Regions from separate parts of the Mus musculus genome. Here region 1 is linked to region 2. A link is a contact called in public Hi-C data. All regions are on one chromosome and are shown on one strand. Each heading gives the region's core, a stretch centred on a gene start, on an enhancer-like site or on the middle of the called end of the contact. The rest is flanking DNA. Distances are from core to core; before and after follow the strand shown. Region 1 overlaps Gm32925 (a long non-coding RNA gene). Region 2 holds the start of Ltn1 (listerin E3 ubiquitin protein ligase 1).

Region 1 (5,906 bases), core at 3,278-5,777, 320 kb after region 2:
AAGAGGGCACTATATCCCCTGAGACCGGTATTACAGATGTTTGTGAGCCTCCTGGCGGCTGGGAGTTGAACCTGAATCCTTTAGGAAGATCAACTGGTGCTCATAACCACTGAACCATCTCTCCAGGCTCCAATTCCAAGCTCCTTCTTTGAAACTGACTGTCTCAGGTATTTGTGTCAGTAATGAAAAACTTTTTGATCGAATAACCAAGCCTGATAAGCCTTCATTTCCCAAATATTTTTCCTAGTTCAGTGTGGAATAATAGTATTTTGCACACTATTTGTAAGTGAAGGCCTTCCATATACACACAGAGAGCGTGCCCATTGTTCTTACGTTGTTTCTTAATTCAAAGAAAGCGAATCACTTGGTAGTTGTCCTACGAGCTTTTGAAAGGGACAAGCAAGGGAACACTTTCGGCTCTTGACCCCATTTCCTACCACAGATATCAAAAGTTGAATCAACAGTTGCCCACAGTTATAAAGGCTTAACATTATTTTCTTAGGAGCTAAATTCTAAAGGACTTTCAGTCATTGCCTTGTGGTAACTCGGACCCAACTGTCTCTGTTGAGTTCTCAGTTATCTGCAGGTTGACTTAAATTCACTCTAGACACAAGAATAGGTTATAGGGACCATGTATTAATAAAATGCGCCTTGCTCAGTAGTGAAACGTAGCGATTATTTTTGTTTGCTTCCTAACTGAAAGTTATGGACCTCTAGACTTTCTTTTCAGGGTACCAGGCTAGTGACTTACCAAGGTTCTTTCTGCCAAGTCCTCTGGGGTCCTCAGGTTTCAATGACGTCATCTCCTAAGGTGGGAGCTGCTGTCTTGTTCCCTCCTGGGACCTTCATTTCCACAGATGCTATTCCTATTCGTATTGTATTGGTCTTTTTTGTCAGTTTTGTATCTGCAGGTCTGGTGGTATGGGTGAGCTAGCCTCAGTAATATGGCTTACACACATATAAGATATAGGTTGGCTTGGCTGTATTGCAGAAGCCTGGCTGTCAATGCCCGCAGTCCATGCCGGGGATTTATATACTTGTTGCATATACCTCTTACAATATAACAGATTGGTTAGGGTGTGTTCCATGATTAATGTGCATATATTAGGACTTCTACACATGTGTAGAAATCTATATGACAATGCGTCATATAGACAGACTCAGTGCCAAGGCAGAAAAATTAGCACCTACTCAAAGGATACGGCCTGGGTGTAGCCTTGTGGAAAGATGGAAGCATTGATTCCAGTCTCCACTTTCTTACAGCCCCCCCCTTAGTCCTAGAGCTGTAAGGAATGAGCTCTGTTGTGTACAGATTGAGAGCATAAAGCTTAAAGACTTGAAAGAAGCAGACGACAGAGAGGCTGTAAGAGGAGGACCCTGCTCATACTCCAACTGTCAGAGCCCAGTTGGTGAGCGCAAGCAGGTTTGCTGCTTATGGCTGGTTGATCAGGTATACTTCTAAGGTTTCACTGATCAGTTTTCCTTGCTTTGGGATGGATGGCCTAGTTTGGTTTCTATTACTGCATTAAACAACTTGACCAAAAGCAACCTGAAGAGGACACGGTTTATTTCATTTTACAGATTACAGTCCATCATGGAAGGAAGCCAAGGCAGGAACCAGAGGCAGGAACCCGGAACAGAAACCATAGAGAACCAGATTTAATGGCTTGCTCTGTCTGAGTTGCTCAGGTAGCCCAGGCCCACCAGCCTAGGGATGGCACTACCCACAGCAAGTTGGGTTCTCCTTTATCAATTAGAAATTAAGAAAACATCTCACAGATATCCCCCACCCCAGGCCAGTCTGGCTGAGGAAATTCTCTACTTGAGGTTCCCTCTTCTGGATGACTCTAGGTTTTTTGTTTTTTGTTTTTTTTTTCAAGTTGGCAGCTGAAGCTAACAATGAAAGGGGCTATTTCTTTCACAAGTTGGCATGAATGCAGACAAAGGATTATGAACTATTTCCTTCACAAGTTGGCATGAATGCAGACAAAGGATTATGAACCAGACATACTGAGTCTAGATCGTAGCACTTTGATATTTATCACCCTCATTTCACAGATTAGTTATCAAATTAAACTGAGCTAATGTTACAGGATAAAAAATGTTACATATTGAATAGGTATATACTTACATATGATTATTATAAATTGGGCTAGAGATATAAATTAAAGTTAATACAAGGTAAAAGTAGACATAGTTTTGACCAGGAATTTTATCCTGAGGAATTTGCTTCCATAAAATAATCTTATGAAAGCAGGGTCCCTGTGCATCAAGTAGTATGATAGCATCATTCATTACACTAAAGAGAAACATCCAGTGGAAGAGAATGCTGTAACAAGTTATGTTGGCATGCTAAGATGTCGTCTTCAACTACATTCATTAAATAATTACATAGAATATTCAAATTTCCCAATAGCATGATGGAAATCAGCACCTATCTGAATATCCAAGTTCCCTATATATATACATACATATACACATACACACACATATATATACACATACACACACGCATACACACACACACACACATATATATTCCTTCCACGCACACTCATTTCATTTATATATATACACACACACAGAGAACACACACCACTCCTTCCTTTTGTGAAAAGTTGAAAATTATTTTTATTCTTCTTGCAATGTGTTCTTTTTGAGATAGAAGGCGCTCACTATCCCTCAGAAAACTTATTCTCCAGTGAGTCCTTTGTTCACACAATGGCAAACTCCCTACCTAGAATTAGGAAGCTTATCCACACACAGCTAAAACATCTTTGAATAAAGCCACCTAGGGCTGAGAGCGCTGTGTGAAGAATTACTCATCTGTACTGCTATGGGGGGGGGGGGGGCATTGCCTCTGGGTAAGAACGTGGTGGGTTTTTAGAAGGACGGTGGAGGGTACTGTGGCTGCCGGTGACGTATGGCCAGGACTGGGCTAGAGAGAACCATGGAGCTAAAGGCAGTAAAGAGGCATGGACACAAGTCCAGGGGCAGAAATTGCTAGATCCAGTGCTGTAGTTTTTCTTGTTCTCCACTGTAATTCTCTCTGTTTTAAGCAAGTCCTCAGTGAACTGTGTTTATGTGATCATCCATGTATTTCCTGTAGTTTTGAGAATAAGGGGAGAGGCCTCTTGTTCTTAGGTAAGATCAGAACTTGGATTGCATAGACTGGTGGTGGTAAGAATGACTCGGGGAGACGTGAGGAGGCAGTCACTGAAGCAGTGGCTCCAAATGAGAACGACGTATGGTGTGGTAGACAGTGTTTGAATTTACCGAGTATTTCATTCACGCCTGCTAAACCCAGGAAAGGTCATGTCTCAGGGTTTTATTGCTGTGAAGAGACACCATGACCATGGCAACTCTTTTTTTTTTTTCATTTTTTAATTAGATATTTTCTTCATTTACATTTCAAATGCTATTCCGAAAGTCCCCTATACCCTTCCCTGCCCTGCTCCCCAACCCACCCACTCCCACTTCCTGGCCCTGGCATTCCCCTGAACTGGGGCATATGATCTTCACAAGACCAAGAGCCTCTCCTCCCATTGATGGCCGACTAGGCCATCCTCTGCTACATATGCAACCAGAGACACAGTTCTGTGTGTGTGTGTGTGTGTGTGGGGGGGTACTGGTTAGTTCATATTGTTGATCCTCGTATAGAGTTGCAGACCCCTTCAGCTCCTTGGGTACTTTCTCTAGCTCCTTCATTAGGGGCCCTGTGTTCCATCCAATAGATGACTGTGAGCATCCACTGCTATATTTGCCAGGCACTGGCATAGCCTCACCAGAGATAGCTATACCAGGGTCCTGTCAGCAAAATCTTGCTAGCCTATGCAATAGTGTCTGGGTTGACCACGGCAATTCTTATAAAGGCAAACATTTCATTGGGGCTGGCATACAGCTTCAGAGGGGTGGCCCATTATCATCATGGCAGGAAACACAGCAGCACTCAGGTAGACATGGTGCTGGAGGAGCTGAGAGTTCTACATCTTGATCTCTAGGCAGCAGGAGGGAACTGGAGTTCCATACTGGGCAGAGCTTGGGCATATAAAAGACCTCAAAGGCTCACCTCTAGAGTGACAACTTACTCTAATAAGGCCACACCTCCTGGTAGTGCCACTCTCCATGGGGCTCAAATCTATTCAAATCATCACGGGCCATTTGCTGAAAAGTGGGTGGATAATGAAATACAGGCAGGAAAACCCCTGGGCAGATGCACCAAGAAGCACTACATAGCACTCTCTGTCCTCTTTCTCGCCTGTACAAGCCGGAGCTATCTTCGCTTGGCATGTGGTGTGGATATGAAGGGTTAGCTTTACGCATCATGCGGATTTTCTCAGGCACTGGCCACATCACCAGCTGTGCTGTGTCTCTGTGTGTGTCTGTGAGGACACTTATGGATAACCTTAGCACTGGGATGAGCGACTCAGTACCCTCGACTGCCATCTCTCACTAAGTGGGTCTCACCCGGTCAATCCACCGAGGTTCTGAAAAGAACAGGAAGCAGAGAACGCACCCACTTCCGGTTGCCTTTGCTCTCAGACACGCCCTGGGTTCTCAGGCCTTCGGATTCGCATGCACCTAGTTTTGCTGGGTCTTCTGCTTGCGTATGGCAGATGGCAGAACTTCTCAGTTACCGTAGACCAGTGAGCTGTTTGCTCAGAATCTCCGTGCTGATGACTGATAAGGCCTTCCAGCTCTTCCCCTAGAACACCTCAAGAAGCGAATAAGCCTGTGCAGTTGTGAACAATTGAGAGCTGGGGCCATTTATTATTGTGGTATAGTTTGACGTGTCTTGATTTATACCATAGCATTTCCCAAGATACAAAGACGTAGAACACAGAAAAGCTGAACCCTTTATTGAGTGAGACCCAGGAGGGGAGTTCTGTAGATCTGCCGATCCTGTGGGTGGTTAGGCTTGAACTTGCACTTGGGGGTTTCATGCTGATGCCAAATAGGGCATTTATACTCTTCTGAAATGCCACTTCTGCCATATAAACATTTGTTTGCTCACTCAACAGCCCAACACTCACCTTTCACCTCCTAATTATTCAAACCATCATACTCAGAGACTCTAATGACAGCCGCCATGGGTACATAAACACCAGTGTAGAAAGCATGTATCTGATGAGCTCAGGCTTGCTTTATACGTGATTATCAAAAACTATCATTGAGAGAAGAACTGTACTCTTGGAAAGTCCTGAAAACCCCTGTCTTAGCCACTCTCCCAATTTTTACAACAGGAAGCTAATCTGCATATTATATTTTAAAAAGATTTTTAAAAGATTTGACCATTGAAGATGCATTTAAAACAATCCTCCTAGTTCCACGAGGGCAGCCACCCAGATCAATTAGAAAGGCCTCAATACTTTACAGCAGCCCGGGCATTGATGGGCATGAGTTACAGACAGAGGACTCAGCATTTGTTGCAGGGAGTTGGGAGGTCAGCCCAAAGAAGCTGTGCTTGAAAAGCAGCCTCCATAAATACTCTGTCTGTCCCTGTTCTGCCTCTCAGTAAAAGCAAGTAGAGAAACCAGAGCGTTACCCAGATAACTAGAGAGAAACAAGATTGGTGTTCGTGGCAGGTAACGAGGAGAAGTTCCTCTAGATTTTCCAGGTTTCTATTCTTTGCCTCCTGGGGTCAGCAAGAATCTGATCTGGCTCACAGAAGCCGCTTCAGACAAGGCCAAGGCTCCCAGGGGCTGCATAATGCTTCTTAGGAATTCCCCGACTCCTCGATCCGGATTTTGAAACAGCTCTGTCAGATCTCGCGGCCACGCTGTTCCCACGGGTTCATGGCAAAACCCCAATACTGCGACTGCTGTGAAATTGTTAAGCTGTTTGTGAAACCTCAGAAAGCAATGTCTCGGGCAGCTCCTACTTACGATGCTGGTGTAAGAGGACAG
Region 2 (6,266 bases), core at 2,813-5,312:
TACAATATAGACAGTATCTGCAAACACATATATGTTACAGTGATGTAAATTAATAAATAGGCCCAGTCCTTTTATTCACCCAACAAATTCTGTTCATCATACTGAGCTCTAACACCATCTCCTGCTAGACCGGATTCTTTAAGAGCAAATATACTCATTTCCACATATTGGCAGTCTAAGAACACGAGAATACACACAAAAATCAATGCAATGATCAAGACCAGAGCCACATTCCTGACCTAGAGTGAAGCCTCAGCAGTTAAAAGGAGCTTTTGTTCTTGGAGAACACCTTCAATGGGCTGCCCCCAACTGCCTGCAACTCCAACCCCAGGGATCTAAGCCCTGCCTCTTCTGCACTTTGAGGGCACCTGCATTCACATGAGCACATTCTCACACATGCAGACTCACATAATCAAATCCTTTTTGTTGTTGTTTTTGTTTTGTTTTTTGAGACAGGGTTTCTCTGTGTAGCCCTGGCTGTCCTGGAACTCACTCTGTAGAACAGGCTGGCCTGGAACTCAGAAATCCGCCTGCCTCTGCCTCCCAAGGGCTGGGATTAAAGGTGTGCACCACCATGCCCGGCTGTTTTGAAGCATTTTTACATTCAATAAGGTCATAGTAAGTTTGAGGCAATAGTTTAAATCACAAGTCAATAAAGCCTCAGGAGTTATAGCAGAATTGTTCACATGTCTTTCCATAATTTAGTTATAGCAGAATTGTTTACATGCCTTTCCATAATTTAGGACTAGTACCTGACTATACATTTATTATCTATCTTTTAGCCCCCTTTAAGTTCATTATAAGTTTAAAGCAATAATTTTTGTCATAAGTTAGCACAGTTTTGTCAAGAGACCAATCATCTGCCTTGTGTCTTATTATTTTGAAGTCTGGTATAGATAAACGAATCCCTGCATCTCAGAGCACACCCATCAGTCATGCCAAATGGTGGGACATCTCCAGGAAACTCACTTGCTTGCCACAGCCTGTCCTACATGGGTTCTGACACATTCTCCCACTATTCAATATCCTAGATCCTGCTCAAAATTTCCTATGTATAATATATGCTCTCTCATAATTTAGCCTTCACATAATCTTTTCTCTCCATCTGAGGGCCCTTCCTTCCTTCTCAATGCCTGACAAACTTCTATCCTTCAAGACAGTAGTGTTTGCAATGCGCTTCTCCCTCAGACCAATCAGCACTCTCTTCTGTTCTTTCAGTCTTTCCACTCATACATTCATACCTATTTCCTAATTGTTTCATACGCCATAATATTTTCTTAGAAATCTGTGCCTATCATTAAACAGATACTTCAAGAATAGCAAGCAGAAGCTAGCTGTGTGGTGGTACAAAACTGTAATCCCACAATCCCAGCACTGGGAGGGTTGGTGTGAGAATCAGGATGTCAGAGTCAGGCTCAGCTACATAATTAGATCAAGTCCAGCCTGAATGATACATATGAGACCCAGTTTCAAAACAAAGGAAAGAGCAGTTAGCCATGTTAGTGGTACAGCCCTGTAACCTCAGCACTAAGGAGCCTGGAACAAGAAGATCACAAGTGTGAGGCCAGCCTAGGCTACACAAGAAGTCGCAGACCAGGCTATCCCACATTGTAAAATCCCATCTCAAAACAAAAAGTCAAAACAACAAAAAAGACATGTATCTACTAAAATCTACAAATATATATGGCTCCCAGCACTATTTTCTATTGAACAAATGCTACTTTTAAGTTCAAGTCCAGGCCCAGCAAGATGGTTCCGAGGATAAATCGCTTGCTATGCAAGCTGTCAGACAATCTGGACTTCCATCCCGGAAACCCACAAAAAGGGAAAGGAGAATGGACTCCTGAAAGGCGTCCTCTCAGCGCGCCCCCTATGACGTAACATTTTAAAAACTAAACTTCAAGCCCCAACTCTGAAGCTTCCAGGCTACACAAATTTAAGCAAGTAAACTTCTCTAAACTTCAGTTAGATCACCCTTCAAATGAGGTAAGAGCAATCATTTCACTCTTTGTCATTTGCGATACCAACAGTAACTCTGAAGTACTGCAGGAAGAATTTAATCCCAGCAGGGTGTGAAAATCTTTAGGGGTAAGTATGTCTAACCACAGACTGCAACACCACATATTTCTTATTATCCAATGGAAAAAGATAACTTTACAATGCTCAACACTAAGCAAATGCCACTGAGAAAGGAAAAAATAAAACAAAAACAAAACAAAACAAAAAAGAATAATAAAGGGGGGGAAGGCACCCTGGTCTACAGAGCTGGCTAGTTCCAGAACAGAGAAACACTGTCTTAAAGGGGAAAAAAAAGTATTGTACACTTCTGGAATGATATACTGAAAATGTTATCATACAAAGCATGGTCAAAAATGGCTTAGCTGGAATCAATAGAAGGAAACAATTAGATGAGACTAAACAAAGCCAACCAATGGCCAACTCTTCCTGGTCATTATGACATAAAAAACACGCTCATTTAGGATGTATGAAATGGAAAACTGTCTAAATCAAAAGACTTCAAAGTATAAGTTGTTTTTATGTGTCTTTTAATGTATTCCCTGCCAAAGGGAACAAGTGATACTTGACTGAGTCATAAATGCTTTGAAAATGTTATTATCTAAAAACAACTTTAAGTCAGTCCTGGTGGTGCATGCCTTTAATCCCAGCACTGTAGAGACAGAGGCAGGCACATCTGTGAACGACTTCCAGGACAGGTGAGCTACAAAGAGAAACTGCCTTGATAAACCAAAATCAAAATAAAATAAAAACAGAATTAAATCTATAAAAGTTAGTAGAAATACAAATTGTAAGTCTACATGTTATATTTGTGTACTCCACCATGGTTAAAGTTTCACATGTTATATGAAGAATGACACTGTTTTTAGAATACATAAGGTAGAGAACTTGGGTGTTAAATACTGAGATCAACTCTCCTAAGGGTCAGCAAAATTTATAAATTAAGAGATGAGGGACTGGAAGGATGGCTCAGTGGTTAAGAGCACTGACTGTTCTTCCAAAGGTCCAGAGTTCAAATCTCAGCAACCACATGATGGCTCACAACCATCTGTAACAAAATTTAACTCCCTCTTCCGGGGTGTCTGAAGACAGCTACAGTGTACTCACATATAATAAATAAATAAATCTAAAAAAAAAATGGTGGAACAGGTCTATAAAAGCGAACTGTGTGTGTGTGTGTGTGTGTGTGTGTGTGTGTGTATGTGTGTGTGATCCATCAGGATAAAGGCTGCAGAGAAACACCTGCCTTTAAGATACTTTCAAAGCGCCAGGTGGTGGTGGCACACGCTTTTAATCCCAGCACTTGGGAGGCAGAGGCAGGAGAATTTCTGAGTTCCAGGCCAGCCTGGTCTACAGAATGAGTTCCAGGACAGCCAGGGCTATACAGGATGCATTAAGGTATCTAGAGCCACCTAACATATGGCCATCCGAAGCCTGCCAGGCCAGCCAAGTTCGTGGCAAGTTCAGGGTGGCCAGAGTGAAGCAGGAAAAGCGAGGTAAGCTTGAGACCAGAGACCCAACGGGTGACACCGACCTGACACCGGGCATACCACCGACGGGCTCGGGCCTTGGCAAGGAGGGACTGAGCGAGTGAAGCCCACGCTTGCTTCTTCCCTCCCACAGCTCCTACACAAGCTCGGCCACCCACGAGGGCCGCCCGGGTGCTCACTGTCACCGTTTCCCGATGACACCTCCCTCCCTGGGCGCGCTCCGTTTCCCAGATCCGGCGTGAAACGTCGTTTGGGTCCCAACTCCTCGACTTGTCCACCCGCGGGGACGCACACACCGGGAGGTCACACTCTTCCCTCACGGCCCTCTGGACACCCGGGCCGCAGGCCGCGGGGCTACCATCACCACAGGACTCACCCTGAGGTTCCCCTTAGTCCGCTGCTTGTTCTTCCCGCCCATGGTGGCGGTGGCAGCCCGGCTCTCAGTCTGCAGAGCCGAAGTTGACACGGGCGGGCCACAACTTCCGGTCCCTCGCGCCGGAAGGGGATTCACTGTAGCCACTTCCCCCTCGCCCTCCCAGCCTTTCGGCTTCCTACTTCCGCTCCCGCCTCCCTGTCAGGACTCTGACCATCCGCTGCCTGAAACGTAACAAAGAAGGCCACGCCTGCCTGAGTGGCGTCACTGCTGACCAATAAGAAACCAGCGTTGAGCCCGTGGCGCCAAACCTGTCCGAGATATTTGTAGTGGAGAGATTTCCTTCCTAGTGTGTAGGAATTTGCTCTTCCAGAGGTCCTGAGTTCGATTCCCAGCAACCACATGGTAGCTCACAACCATCTGCAATGGGATCTGACGCCCTTTTCTGGTGTGTCTGAAGAAAGCTACAGTGTACTCATATAAATAAAATAAATCTTTAAAAATAAAATGAAATAATAAAAGCAGAGGAGTTGGGGCGACTAACTTGGTAGAGTGCTTTCCTGGCATTCCTGAAGGCTGAGTTTGATTCCCTACATTGAGCAAACCAGGTCTGCTGGCACACCCTCCCAATACCAGCACTGAAGACACAGAGAAGAGGAGAATCACAAATTTAAGGTCAGCTTTGCACACTTAAAGTTCAAGGGCAGCCTGGGATATATGAAAATCTATCTCGAAATAGGAAATAAAAAGAAAAAAGAATCATCAGGTCACATAGGCATGAGACACTGTCTTAAAGAAACAACAAGAAACCATTTGAGCTCTACTCATGCCCCAGTCTTCAGCGATGCAAGGCCAGATAGGGGCCAAATCTAAACACATGCAATTTGAAATGAACCACAAACACCAATGAGGAAGGCTTTATACTGTTTGTACTTTAAAAGACAGGGTAGTTTCAAACTTCTGACTACTGATAACAAGCACAGATTGTTTAAAATTTCATTTTATTTCAAAGGTCTGGAGACAGGCTGGGATTAACATTGGGTCCGCATGTGGCAAGGTGTCTTGTACAATGACATCTCTGAGATAGCTTGGCCCTTTCTCTTGCCATCACTTCAGGGGCCATGGCAGAAAGAGAAGAGAGGCAAATTCATCCCCAGAAATCCTGCACTGTAACCTACAGCCCAATGCAGCTGCAAGAGAGGCCAGGAGGGTGAACAGGCAGCTTTTCCAGGTTCCTAGTGAAGGCAGAAGAGTGTGGGAAATCCCTAGCAAGTCGAACCATCAAAATTACCTTCACATATAATTTGTCTTTCAAGTTTCATGAGACAGAGCCTCGTGTAGCCCAGCTGGCCTTCAACTTCCCATCCTCCTGCCTCTACTTCCCAAGTGCTGGGATTATAAGCATGTGCCTTCAGATCCAGCTCACGTCAAGAAATTTCCACCAAGCTGTAGAGATGGCTCAGAGGTTAAAAGGGTGCACTGCTCTTGCAGAGGACCCAAGTTTGGCTCCCAGCACCCACACCGGGTACCTCACAACCTCCTGTAACTCCAGCTCCAGGGGATCTGATACCCCAAATATATTTACATGTTTATGTTCATGCATGCACCCTTGGAGGACAGAGTACATCAAATGCCCTGAAGTAAAGACATATAGGTAGTTATGAGCTCCCTGCCAGGGGTGCTGGGAACTGAACTTAGGTCCTTGGCACTAGCAGCATATGCTCTTAACTTCTGAGTCATTTCTCCACCCTTCTCACTTAGTAATTTAAAGCTTACAAGTCGAAACCCAGTTTTTCTCTCAGGCATGGCAAGTTTTAACTGATACATTTCAGCCATATTAATTTTCTTCTTGTGACCCCAACCCTAGTACATCCTAGAATGGAGCTGAAATTGAATTTCAAGGAAAAACAGGAAGAAATGATCAACAGAGGAACAGTGAGCCAACAGGTCTGACTTCCCCTCTGCTCAGTCACTGTCCTTCTACACCAAAGAACATCTGGAAAACATCCCCACATCCCCTGGCATTTAAGAACTGATACAGCTGGCCAAAGTCCATGTGGTTTCCTCTGGCTCCGTGGACACTGAAGGCCTTTTCTTCAAGAATGGGAAATTTCCGCTGTCCTTCCATTCCGCCGGCTGTACCGTCAAGAGGAATGTCTTCTCGATGACGAATTAAAATCCTCTTCCAGTTTAGTTTTCTGAGTCTGAAACATAGTTTTTCAGAGTAGAAAATTTCAAAACATATTTTGTACAGAAGTGAGCTAGAATCTGTAAGACAGACTTATCAGAGTTGGTAGTGAGGGCACACGCATTAACCCCAGGACATGGGAGGCAGAATTCAGATCTCTGTGAATTGGAGACCAGCCTGGTCTGCATAAAGTGTTCTA

Evidence for each region. A called contact is a pair of places that touch in the nucleus more often than the background predicts.
Region 1: a Hi-C map of CD8 T cells shows a contact between it and region 2, with 4 times the contacts expected there. The contact joins the enhancer-like site here to the promoter of Ltn1 in region 2. A contact is called at or near these places in 10 of 39 promoter capture datasets (the C10 cell line, the HPC-7 cell line, cranial neural crest and 5 more), 1 of 484 Hi-C or Micro-C datasets (CD8 T cells), 2 of 115 datasets of contacts at active chromatin or transcription factors (bone marrow-derived macrophages and stem cell-derived neural progenitor cells) and 2 of 9 other capture datasets (adipose tissue and liver).

What each region holds. Positions count from the first base shown.
Region 1 is chr16:87,746,909-87,752,814 of GRCm38.p6, forward strand. All of the region lies in intron 1 of Gm32925 (a long non-coding RNA gene), which reads left to right. Among named protein-coding and RNA genes, the nearest start is that of Gm32925, 11 kb to the left of the region's middle. Within about 2 kb of position 4,528, at least 11 of the 459 cell types and tissues checked have an H3K27ac peak or open chromatin away from gene starts, as enhancers often do. A contact at or near this core is called in CD8 T cells, where this site is marked.
Region 2 is chr16:87,428,544-87,434,809 of GRCm38.p6, forward strand. It overlaps Ltn1 (listerin E3 ubiquitin protein ligase 1), which reads right to left and starts at 4,063. Exons shown (of 30, transcript NM_001081068.1): 1 at 3,883-4,063. The coding sequence starts at 3,924. It overlaps Rwdd2b (RWD domain containing 2B), which reads right to left. Exons shown (of 5, transcript NM_016924.2): 5 at 4,788-6,083. The coding sequence ends at 5,849.